3 separate regions of the Triticum aestivum genome follow, and regions 1 and 3 are each linked to region 2. Evidence: chromatin contacts called from public Hi-C data. All regions are on one chromosome and are shown on one strand. Each heading gives the region's core, a stretch centred on a gene start, on an enhancer-like site or on the middle of the called end of the contact. The rest is flanking DNA. Distances are from core to core; before and after follow the strand shown. Region 1 has its middle 170 kb from the start of LOC123097108. Region 2 holds the start of LOC123097119 (angio-associated migratory cell protein-like). Region 3 holds the start of LOC123097130 (probable WRKY transcription factor 57).

Region 1 (3,711 bases), core at 520-3,019, 180 kb after region 2:
GTGGGCCGTGGCCTGATCGACTCGCTTTGGCGGCTCATTCCTTTCCTGTTTGTGTGTGTGCTATGCCCTCCTCACTTGCTGCTCGATTCGGCATCTCGGCGATGGCATCGGCTGGTGCGCGCGCGGCGGGTGCGTGGTGATGGGCGCGCGTCACGTCCGCCCACCCGTGCACCTTGCCGTGCCGCCCTGCAGTCCTGCAGACGCAACTTAACTTGGGCACGACAGCAACAAAAGTGGTACACCACCAGCTCTTAGGTCAACTCCACCGCACGACCCATTCTGCCCGGATGTGTCCGTTTGGAGTAAAGCAGACATACAAGACGGCCCAGCGCGCAGGCGCAAACGGACTTTTGTCCGTTTTCTGTCCGCTTTGGACCCATTCCCGGCCCAAACTTGGTCTGATTTTGGGGGTCAAAGCGGACATAATGCGGACGTTTTTCTCGCCCGTGCGTCCGGTTGCGTCCGCGCATGCAGATGATGGCCCCATCTGTCATCGAAACAAAAAGGGACCCACCACCCACCCACCCATCTCTCTCTCCTTTTCACCCACCGCCCCACCAACCACACAAGGCCGGCGCGCATACGCACCACACGGCAGGTGGCGGGTGCGATGGGGCGGGCAGGCTGCGGTGGCGCAGGCGAGGGCGGGCAGGACACGGCGGCATGGCGGATGGCGGGGAGCGGCGAGTACGGCAGGGCGGGCAGACCGCGGAGAGCTCGGCTGCGGCAGCAGCAGTATGGAGCAGGCGTGGGACGCGGTCAGGGCGAGGCGAGGCGCGGCCCGGCTGCGAGCGCGGTGAGCGGGCAGGGGAAGGTGCACGCGTCGCGCGGCAGAGCGAGCGGGCGTGGCGACGTCGCGGAGACGAGTAGGGCGCGACAGCCAGGCGAGGCACGACGAGGAGAGCATGCGGTGCGTGCGAGTGTGGCAGATGCGGGTCAGACAGGTGAACGTGCGTGCGTGCCCGTGAGCTAGCTAGATAGCTTCAAGCATGCGAGCGTGCGTGCATGCCGGCGGGCTTGCTAGCTAGCTAGCCTCTGCGGCCGTGTGCGTGTTCCGCGTGTGGGCTAGCTAGCCATCCGCTGCCGCCGTGTGCGCGTTCTGCGTGCGGGCTAGCTAGCCAGCCGCCGCCACCGTGGGCGCGTGCAGCACGGCGAGCGGCGAGCGCGGCGGGCGGCGGGCAGCACGGCGAGCGGCGAGCGCAGCGGGCGGCACGGCAAGCGGTCAAGCTGCGACGCGTGCGCGGTTTGTCACTGACGGGCGAGCACGGCGTGCGGGCTGCCGCGGTCGGCCTGGCGAGCGGTGGCCTCTTGGGAGGGTGATGCCGGCTATCTTTTATGTGTTTGAAGAAATGACCGAACCGAACAATATTTGGTATGGGTGTGCTGTGGTGGGCGCCCGACCGACGCAAACCCAAATCTGGGCGGACACGACCCCATTGGCACCCTCAAACGGACAAAATCCGGACAAAGCGGACGTCTGTTTGGGGTCGTGCGGTGAAGTTGGCCTTAAAATTTCCTCATCGCATGTGCAACGTCGTCGGCCACTACTGCCTCCCTAGCTCTCTTCTCGGAAGGCTCCGGCCGGCACACCTACGCCCACGGGCGTGCACGCATGCACACGCCGACAGCAATTTGTCGTCGGAACCGGGGCCGGGCCCGGGGTGTCCACTCCACGTCGCCGTCGGCTGTCGCTCCCGCCCCGATACGATCGAAAAGCGGTGGCGCTGCTGGATCCTCGGGTCAATCGGTTCATTTATCGGCGCCGCTTTCGATTTGTTCACCTGGCCCGGCCGGCCGGCCGGCGTCCCTGTCGCTCGAGGTTGGCCGGCCGTGTTGATTTCTTTTTTTTAGCAAAAGAGGGTTTCCTTTCCGATTTCTATTAAAAAAACCAACAAGCATCCGACAGGTTACAGTTCATAAACTGATCTTGTTACAGCCCAGACATAGATCAAAGCAAAGACAAACATAGATATAAAAACAGGGAGGTCGTTGTCTAACAGCAGACACTCGAACTACTACGAAACGATTTGCTGAGAAGCCCACCCAGGCTTCCACATCCTGAGCCAATTCACCAAAAGAGAGACTTCCTTCACTTTTGAATTCGAAGAACGCCAAAACGCCACCCTTGTGCCGCCTTGTAAACATCACTTGCTACTTGCTCGATGAGTCTTGCTCCCATCATCAACATTCTTTCCTCTGGGTCCTTTCTCTGCAAAATAGCCCAATCAGAAATTCAACCACACATCATTTTCACAATCCCCATTGGCTGAGTAATATTTTTTCTATCAAGGACAATATCGTTTCTACACCTCCAAATTACCCAAATTATTCGGGCTACAGAGCATGAAAAAAATAGATGATCAATTGTTTCATCTTTGTCACACAGCACACAATATTTATCTCCCTTCCAACCTCTCCTTAATAGGTTATCTCTAGTAAGGACACTTTTTCTGGCAAGAAGCCACAAAAAAAACTTAATTTTGGCAGGTACTTTGGTTTTCCACAGAAATTTCCTGGGAACCCCACATTAGTCTTAATCAGATGCCTATACAATGGTTTGACAGGGAATTTTCTGTCTGTAGTCAGCATCCACATAGGTTTATCACTCCCACTATACATCAAGACTTCCTCACATCTCTCTCTCATACTATTTCAAAGTTGTTCAGTGTCTCCAAAGAGAGATCTCCTGAAAGTGAAACCACCACAACCTTTATCGATAGCTTCTCTAACTAAAATTCCATGGTCATTTTTCCCAACTAATGAAGAATAGAGAGGGATAAGCCTCTTTAAGTGGTTTATCTCCTACCCACCAGTCTTCCCAAAACCTGGTATTTTTTCCATCTTCCAACTTTTTCTTAACATGGGGATAGAAGTATTTTTTAACTTTCAAAATGTTAGACCAAAACCGGGAGTCTCCGTTTTTATGTTCAATCCCAGAAAGACATTTGTTTCCAACATATTTCTTCTTAATAATCCCCAGCCAGAACCCCTCATCATTCTCTAATTTCCATAGTCATTTAGCTAATAAAGCAATGTTAAACATTTCAAGGTTTGTAATCCCCAGCCCCCCTTGCTGTTTTGGGAGACAACAGGTTTTCCAGTTTACCAGATGGTATTTTCTCTTATCTTCCTCAGCTTGCCATACCATCCTGGCTCTGTAGAAATCCACTTTTTTTCTGACTCCAGCAGGGAGAAGATAAAATGACATCATATATATAGGGATATTGGAAAAACAAGACTGCACCAAAGTAACTCTACCTGCTATATTAAGCAGTCTACCTTGCCAACAGGCACATGTTTTCTCGATTTTCTCATTTACATTTTTCCACATGCTGTTCCTGATTCTTTTAATGGACACAGGCAAACCAAGATATTTCAGAGGGGTTTCCCCCATGATGCAAGTGAAAATTTTCTGGTACAAATCTTTTTTCTCTCTAGCTTCTTCAAAGAAGATTTTTTTCACTTTTATGAAAGTTTATTGTCAGTCCAGACATCTGCTCAAAAGCAGTTAATATAAATTTAAGATTTTTAGCAGAATTTTCATCATCTTGAATCAAAAAAATGATGTCATCAGCATATTGCAACATGTTGACCCCCATTCTCATGGTAATCAGTAAAGACTCCTTTATAAAGCCCTCGGTTTTAGCTTTGTCTAATATAATGGCAAGAGTATCTACTTCTAGGTCAAAAAGCAGGAAGACAAGGAATCTC
Region 2 (4,160 bases), core at 1,047-3,546:
CATTCCCTGCCGAAGTGCGCCCCGAGATCATCGTCACCATGGTAGGAACTAGAGCTTGATGGAGAGCGGCAACAGATCGACAGCTCGGGGTTCTGCTATCAAACACTCATTGGGATGGTACTAGTACGTCCTTTTGCGACTTCTTCTTGTGCCATACTGCCATTCACCAGGAAAGATGGTGAGCTGAGCTTGGCGGAAGTGGTTCGAGCTACACGGCGAGGATCGACACGCCGGTGCGCTCCCCTCGGGAGCCGACATCATCGCCGTCATAGGGCCAACGTCACCTCTGCCGACACTATCGTCCAAGACAGAGATGCGCACACGATCTCCAGCCGACCCAACACCACCGGTCGTTGCCGCAGAGCTCCGTATCGATGCAAGTTAGAGTTGTAGATCTTTGCTCGTCGCTGCCGAGATCGCCCCACTGCCATCTCGCCGGAGGGAAGGAATGGTCCTGTTGCACCGCTCAGGAAGCAGCGCTGCCGTCGGCCTCCTATGGACTCTCCACCAACACGCGCCCAAACAGGGGAAGCACACGCACAGAGAACCAGGATGAAGATGAATATGATATGTGGGGCAGGGATGTCAGCGAGGGTAGTCTGTGATCCCGGACGGGATGGATAGTTTCCCTGCGTGCCAAACAGGTCTAGGGTCGAGATTGACCGGGATTAATGAGGACAGGGTATAGACTCAGGGATTTGAAGGTGGAGGTTCGTTTCCGACAAGTTCTACAACCTGAAGGTTCAAAATAGACTTCACTCTTGGCAGAAAGACTAGTTGCACAAACATATGCTCAGTTGGCTTGTAATGTAGTCTAGTTGCAGAGACATTGATATTTAGTTGGCAGGACACTAGTTGCACACACACATATGCGCAATCGACGCGGTAATGTAGTCTAGTTGCACACATATTGATATTTAGTTGGCAGGACTAGTTACACACATATATGCTCAGTTGGCGCGGCAATATGGTCTAATTGCACACACATTGATATTTAATTGGCAGGAAGACTAGTTTGTCGAAATATCCCCATGCAAGATCTACTTTTAAAGAGCACGTCGCGAGAGTTTCAACGGTGAAATCGGATCTGAATTTCGACATGCGGTTTAGAAGATACGTTTTTTATAATTTTAAAAATCAAAAATTACTGCACAAGGGACGAACATGAGGAACATTAATGCGGTGCCATGCAGACATCCATCACATAAAAAAAACCACAAATGATTAATTAGCGGTGTTTTTTAGCTACAGGGATGATTACGTGCACTATGCGGCAAAAAAGCAGCAGCCGCCCAGGATCACAGAGGCGGTGGGATGTAACTGTGGATTTATATTCCCGTTGTACTGCTCGATATAGGCTGATTTCGTAATAAGTCTAGTTCGGGTTGGACAATACCTGCGAAAGTTCTATGTAAATCCTTCTTGCTAATTATCTCTGCCCCCCCTTATTTTAGGGGGGTGGGCCCCATCACCATCTTAAGTCCAATAGCAATCCTTCACATATGCCTGCCCGTTAGGCGTTAGCTTACGTAGAATATCTATTCGTAAGTCTAGCATTGCTCGTACCTGTCACTAGGTTGGACTAGATTGGTTAAGCGACCAGGCTAGCGCGAGCACTATGTTTCCCTTAGTGGAAGTCTTAGTACGACTCACGCGCATCAGTTCCCTGCGTGGGCTGGCCTATCTCCGCCGGTTTTTTCTTTTCTGTTCAATATTTATTTGTACGTTTCTATTTTTCTTTCTGCTTTCGTTTTTCTTTTCATTTCATGTTTAATTATTTATGGTTTTTATTACCTTTTATTTTTACTCGGTGAATGAATTTTAAGATTTGAAACTTTTATGAATCATGGGCATTTTTAATCTGTATATTTTCCACACGATGATCAATTTATAAAATCCTAAAACATTTTCCAAAATGAAATATTCAAAAAAATTGAAAATTTTAAATCTGAAACATTTTACAATTTTTAAATCTGAACCTGTTTCGAAATCATGATTTTTTTAAAAAAACTAAAAGTTATTTAGTCATGGAACTTTCAAATCTGAAACTTAGAAAAAATAATGAACACATTTAAAATCTTTTAAGTTTTTATAAAAATCATGAACATTGCTTACAAAATAAAAATAAAATAAACACCTTACCTAACGTCAAAACGATTCTACCGTGTCAGCTGGGCCAAAAAATGAAGAGCAAACAAGCTTTTACCATGTATTGGGCTGGCCCATGCGGAATCCTACTGTGTGACTCGGTGAGCGAGCGGTCTCCCTCGTGCTCGCTTCAATACATAGGGCGACCCCCAGGTAGGGCTTGCCCTAATCCTCAAAAAAAAAAAAGGTAGGCGCTCACAGCAACGATGATCCGTGCGGCGGCGGTCATGAGTGAAGGCTCCGAAGGGGAGGAGGTCTTCATCGACGACGATGACATCATCAATGAGATACCCCTGGACGAGGAAGGTCAATACTACTACCTATACAAGTAGCATGTCATACACAGAAACAGCTTGTAGTCTCTCCTTACTTCTGCTTGCTCCGTGCTTAATTTTTCCTTGCTCAGATCTCCCCGACCAAGACGATGATGACGAGCAGGACCAAGACATGATGGGTATGTGCCTTTTCTGTTACTACCTTCGAACCATAAAAAGTGTCGGAGAAAACAACTACAGTAGTTCACGTGCAATTTAGACAGTATAATGTGCTAGTAATTCAAGTGCCTTTTAATTTATGTTGTTTCAGATGAGGTTGAGGATCATTCAGCATATGCATTTCATGGGCATACAGGCAAGATCTCGCTGAACCAACTAGCTCACAATGTCTTGTGACTATGATTTATTGTTTGCACTTATACGTTTGATACACCAAGCAATTTGTCGTCTCTTGTATCGTCCGCTTCCAGAACACCTTTGCATTGAAAATCACATATATTAATAGCTGCTCTTGTTATTTTGGGTACAGATGAGGTATTTGCTGCTGCGTGCAGTCCTGTAGATGCATCACTTGTTGTTTCTGGAGGTAAAGATGACAGAGGGTTTCTTTGGAGGATTGGATCTGCAGAGGATGTTCAAGAGCTGCCTGGTATGCTGACTCATTTTCTTAGTCTAATTGGGACATTCCTTAGTCGATTTCTTGTATGTAAATGTTTCTCGGGACTTTCCCTATGCTTATCACTTTTACTATTAGTTCTTAAATGTGCTGTTTCTATTTCTGTTAGCTGTAACTCCAAACATATTATATATTGCAGCAAGTCTTCTTCTTTGTTTTTTTAGGAAAATCTTTATATTTATGTTCCTGTTGCATCGGCTTTTGTACCTTAATTTGCGGATGCATCGCTAGAATTGTCTATGAAGCTTATATAATATCTGGTGCCGATACAGGACATAACGATACTGTCAGCACTGTGGCTTTCAGTTCAGATGGGAAATTAGTGGCTTGTGGAAGTATGGATGGACAGATAAATGTATGGAATACAGCTACACGAACACTTCAGGGAACCCTTGAGGGCTCTGAATCAGGCTTTGAGGTGAGATGACGCTGATCACTTTAATCCGTTTAGCTGAACATACCCCCTAACTGTTTCAATTGCAAAATCCGTGTTTCCTGCTGTTAAACTGTATATATGATTAATTATATGCCTCTGGTTTTGTAGTGGCTTAAATGGGATCTGCGAAGTCACGTTATAATTGCTGGATCAGAGGACTTCAACATATGGATGTGGAATGCGGACACCAATGCCTTTGTGAATACATTTGCTGGCCACAGTAACACAGTGACATGTGGCGATTTTACACCTGATGGTACTGAGTAATTTTCTCTAATGCTATTTAATTTGATATATGTTAACGTTATGAAGCTACCTCTTAGTACGGTATAAATATATCACCCCAGTCTGGACATGTGGCGATTTTGGAACGTAACGCGTGAAAATTTTCACCTTATGTGACAATCTGTTTTTAGCTATCAACATATTTGTTCAGATTTCAGAGGAACTTATGGATCATGGTGTATTTATATTTCTGCTACTAACTTGTGTTCTAAGTTAATCTCAGTGAAACTAGAAGTTGATCTTAAATGTAAATAACAGAATGACTTCTATGATGGTTTAACATCCTAGATCCATTTTCACCAGCTTACTTGATGTTCAGATCCCCAATGTAGCATACCCA
Region 3 (4,030 bases), core at 1,439-3,938, 140 kb before region 2:
CGACTCCACGGAGGGCTCCACCCACAAAGGGCCCACGAAGAAGCAACCTTGTCTATCCCTCCATGGCCATCGCCCACGAAGGACTTGCCTCACTAGGGTATATCTTCACGAAGTAGGCGATCTCCTTGCCTTTACAAACTCCTTGGTTCAACTCCACAATCTTGACGGAGGCTCCCAAGTGACACCTAACCAATATAGCAGACACCACTCTTCAAAAGGTAATAGATGGTGTGTTGATGATGAACTCCTTGCTCTTGTGCTTCAAATGATAGTCTCCCCAACACTCAACTCTCTCACACAGATTTGGCTATGGTGGAAAGATGATTTGAGTGGAAAGCAACTTGGGGAAGGCTAGAGATCAAGATTCTTGTGGTTGGAATGGAATGTCTTGGTCTCAACACATGAGTAGGTGGTTATTTCTCAGAAAATGAATGCTGGCAGTGTAGGCATGTTCTGATGGCTCTCTCCACGAATGAAGAATGGGTGGAGGGGTATATATAGCATCCACACAAAATCTAACCGTTACACACAGATTCCTAAACTTGGTGGGACCGAATGGTAAAACTCCGTCAGATTGATTCAGGTCAAAATATGAACGTTAGGCTTTTCGGTGGGACCGATACAGTCAACTTGGTGGGACCAATGTGCTAGGGTTAGGGCATAACGTAATCTTTGTGTGACCAATCACATGAACTCGGTGGGACTGATTTCAGTAATGAGCACACAGGAAGTTGGTCAGGCAAACTCGGTGGGACCGATTCGCTCACTTCGGTGAGATCGAAGCATTATGAAAAGGAAACAAGGAGTTTGCATTGCAGACTCAGTGGGACCGATCGCTCATTTCGGTGAGACCGAAACGTTATGAAGGGAAACAGAGAATTTGCAATCCCATCTCGGTGAGACCGAGATCCATATCGGTGAAACCGAAGTGACTAGGGTTTGTGGCAGTGGCTATGTCAAATGAAACTCGGTGGCGCCGGATAGATCAAATTGGTGGGGCCGAGTTTGACTTTTAGGTTTAGGACATATGTGGAAATGAGGAAGTGGTTGAGGGTTTTGGAGCATATCACTAAGCATTTTGAGCAAGTAAGTCATTAAGCAACACCTCATCCCTTTTTAATAGTACTGGATTTCCTAAGGACTCAATGTAATCTTGGATCACTTAAATAAAAATGTAGAGTATTGAGCTTGTTGCCAATATGTGTCCTTAGAATTTTGAGGGGTCCACATCTCTAGTCCATGCCATGCCAATCATTGAACTTTCTGAAATGATCATCTTGAAAGAGCATTAGTTCAATGAGCTATATGTTGTTAAGAATTACCAAAACTACCCAGGGATTAGTTGCACTATCACAAACCTGACCATGGCATGTCCGCATGTGCTATCAGACATCCCTAGGTACTCGTCCCATGAATCAGCGGCCACACCATATGCAAGCATCCGCAGTGCGGCCGTGCACCTCTGATGACAAGAGAACCCAATCCTTCCCACGGCATACTTCTTAAAGATGAAGTAGTCATCAAAGGATCGGATGCAATGGTACAAACGATCGAAGACATTTTTTGCACATCCAAAAGCGCTAGTGAAAATTGTCGGCGAAGAGAGCATAAGGGGCAAAGTAGTCGTCCATCACCGGCAAATGGCCGCGCGCCGGTTTGTAGTTGAGCACACGATGACCCTTGGTCAATCCCTTGAAATCAAGAACATGCTCTGCTGCATGCTCCGCGTCTGTAAGCACCGCATACATCATCGCCGTCTCATTCGTGTAGTCATGCTCGTCGGACTGAGTCGGAAGACTCAACATAGTGCTCATATATGTACTACATATCTGAATCCATTGCTTCAAAGAAGAATGGACACAAAGTTTAGCTTGGGCAATTCACCGAACAATTGTCGGGCATGGTGAGCATCGTAGGAGCGGATGGTACCTGAGCGGCGGTCTGAGGAGAGGTGTGGAACGACGGCGGAGGAGAAGTGGCATGGAGCCCATGTGTACCGCTGGAGGTGACGTCTTCGTCGAGTTCCGACAGGGGTCCGGCGTCGCGGTCGGGGTAGTGGAGCAGCGGCTAAGGCAAGAGAGAAAAACCGAGGAGAAAAAAAGGGAGAATGGAGTCAGGGTCCGCAGGGGTTTGGGTGGGTTGGGGCTGGCAGATTCCTACGTGTCTACTGTCCGGACTCCCGCAAAGCCCCCCCCCCCCCCCTCCCAAACTTTGTCTCGTGTTTGCCGAAAAAAGTACGTTCGGATTGCTCAGCGGACCGTTACAGACCCGCGCTGGATGGCTTTGTGGTCTAGACTGTGCAGTCCGAACGATCGCGGGCGGTTTGAGTGTCCGCTTTAGAGATGCCTAATGAAACTAATTTGGTGTTGTAGATATCAATATATTTTTCTATAAACTTCCACGAAACTTTGTACAATAAAAATATACTTACTTTGTATAAACATGTAGATATTGGTCGTTGTGGGCCGATTTAGAATGTGTGGGCTTTCCACATCAAGTAAAGCTGGTCCAGAAAAGAGATTTTGAGCACAACGCAAAGAATGCGGCTTGATTGCTTGAATTGAGTCGGATCGGAGGGACCACACACACTCCTACGTGGCCAAAGAAGACCTTTCTGCAAGTCTTTGTTCCGGAGACAATTCTCCCACCCTGCCATAAGTGGCACGCGCGCGCTCGCACGAGCCTGCGGCGGCGGGCGGGCAACCCACTCACCATCGCCGAACCTTCTCAGCACGAAGCTCACCGGGAAGCCGCCCAAAATCCCCAAGAGCTCACGACCAGCGCCTCCTCCTAGTACAAATCTACCCGCGAAATCCACTCCCCAACCCAATCCATGCAGCAGCAGCAGCGCACCGGCGGTTTAGGGGGTCTTATAAATACGAAGCGCTCTCGCCGGTGTCAAACTCGGTCATGGCGGCAGTCGGAGCGGCACCACTGCTCTACCAACAGCAGGCGCAGGCGGTGGGCGACGGCTGCTACTTCTCTTCCATGTCCTCCCAATTCTCCCACGGGGGAATCAGCTCCACCTCCTCCAGCCCGGCCTCCAGCTTCTCCGCCGCGCTCAGCGCCACGCCGGCGATCGCCGCCGACCCCGAGGCGCAGTTCGACATCTCCGAGTACCTCTTCGAAGAGGGCGCGTTCTCCGCGTCGCTCACGCCCGTCGTCCCCGTGCCGGCCGTTGCCGCGGCTGGTGCGAGTTCGGCGACCGCGGTGACTGCGAGGAGCGCTGCCGAGTCGGCGGCGGCGGCGGAGCGGCCGCGGACGGAGCGCATCGCGTTCCGGACGAGGTCGGAGATCGAGATCCTCGACGACGGCTACAAGTGGCGCAAGTACGGCAAGAAGTCCGTCAAGAACAGCCCAAACCCAAGGTTGGTACCTATCCCCAACCGCAAAATTAAACACGATGGAATCAACACTCGTATCAATTGATCAGAAATTCATCGACACATTGCAATTCGGCGTTCCAAGTCCTGACGAGCGAGCATTTGGTGTGTGCGTGTAGGAACTACTACCGGTGCTCGACGGAAGGGTGCAACGTGAAGAAGCGGGTGGAGCGGGACCGGGACGACCCGGCGTACGTGGTGACCACGTACGAGGGCACGCACAGCCACGTCAGCCCCAGCACCGTCTACTACGCCAGCCAGGACGCCGCCTCCGGCCGCTTCTTCGTCGCCGGCACGCACCCGCCGCCAGGCTCACTCAACTGAGTAGACTAGCCACCAACAACGGGGCACGTCGAGATCAGCACGGGGCTTCTATCTCGGCCAAAAGCTGGCCAGCAAGGTGCAGGTGCAGCCACTAGTTCGTAGCTAGACTAGTGTACCACTGGTGGATCATCAGGTTCAGTTTCTCGAGGCGTGGGGCTTTTTTTTTGGATCGATCTGTCCATATAGATCGACCTTTTCTTCTCTCCCCGTCTTGTACTAGTGTCGTGTACAGCAGTGTGCAGTGTGGGCTCGATCACGAGAGCCCTCCCGACGAATGTAACGCACACTCCACTACACTACTAGTGCTACCTACTCAACCGTGC

The links. A called contact is a pair of places that touch in the nucleus more often than the background predicts.
Region 1: a Hi-C map of leaf shows a contact between it and region 2, with 4 times the contacts expected there. The contact joins the enhancer-like site here to the promoter of LOC123097119 in region 2. A contact is called at or near these places in 3 of 5 Hi-C or Micro-C datasets (all in leaf).
Region 3: a Hi-C map of leaf shows a contact between it and region 2, with 2.6 times the contacts expected there. The contact joins the promoter of LOC123097130 here to the promoter of LOC123097119 in region 2. A contact is called at or near these places in 2 of 5 Hi-C or Micro-C datasets (leaf and root).

Annotation. Positions count from the first base shown.
Region 1 is chr1B:612,402,974-612,406,684 of IWGSC CS RefSeq v2.1, reverse strand. No RefSeq gene overlaps it. Among protein-coding and RNA genes, the nearest start is that of LOC123097108, 170 kb to the left of the region's middle. Within about 2 kb of position 1,769, at least 1 of the 8 cell types and tissues checked has an H3K27ac peak or open chromatin away from gene starts, as enhancers often do. A contact at or near this core is called in leaf, where this site is marked.
Region 2 is chr1B:612,579,488-612,583,647 of IWGSC CS RefSeq v2.1, reverse strand. It overlaps LOC123097119 (angio-associated migratory cell protein-like), which reads left to right and starts at 2,296. Exons shown (of 11, transcript XM_044518875.1): 1 at 2,296-2,454; 2 at 2,555-2,602; 3 at 2,734-2,778; 4 at 2,953-3,072; 5 at 3,372-3,517; 6 at 3,644-3,791. The coding sequence starts at 2,355.
Region 3 is chr1B:612,720,154-612,724,183 of IWGSC CS RefSeq v2.1, reverse strand. It overlaps LOC123097130 (probable WRKY transcription factor 57), which reads left to right and starts at 2,688. Exons shown (of 2, transcript XM_044518882.1): 1 at 2,688-3,368; 2 at 3,503-4,030. The coding sequence starts at 2,911. The coding sequence ends at 3,707.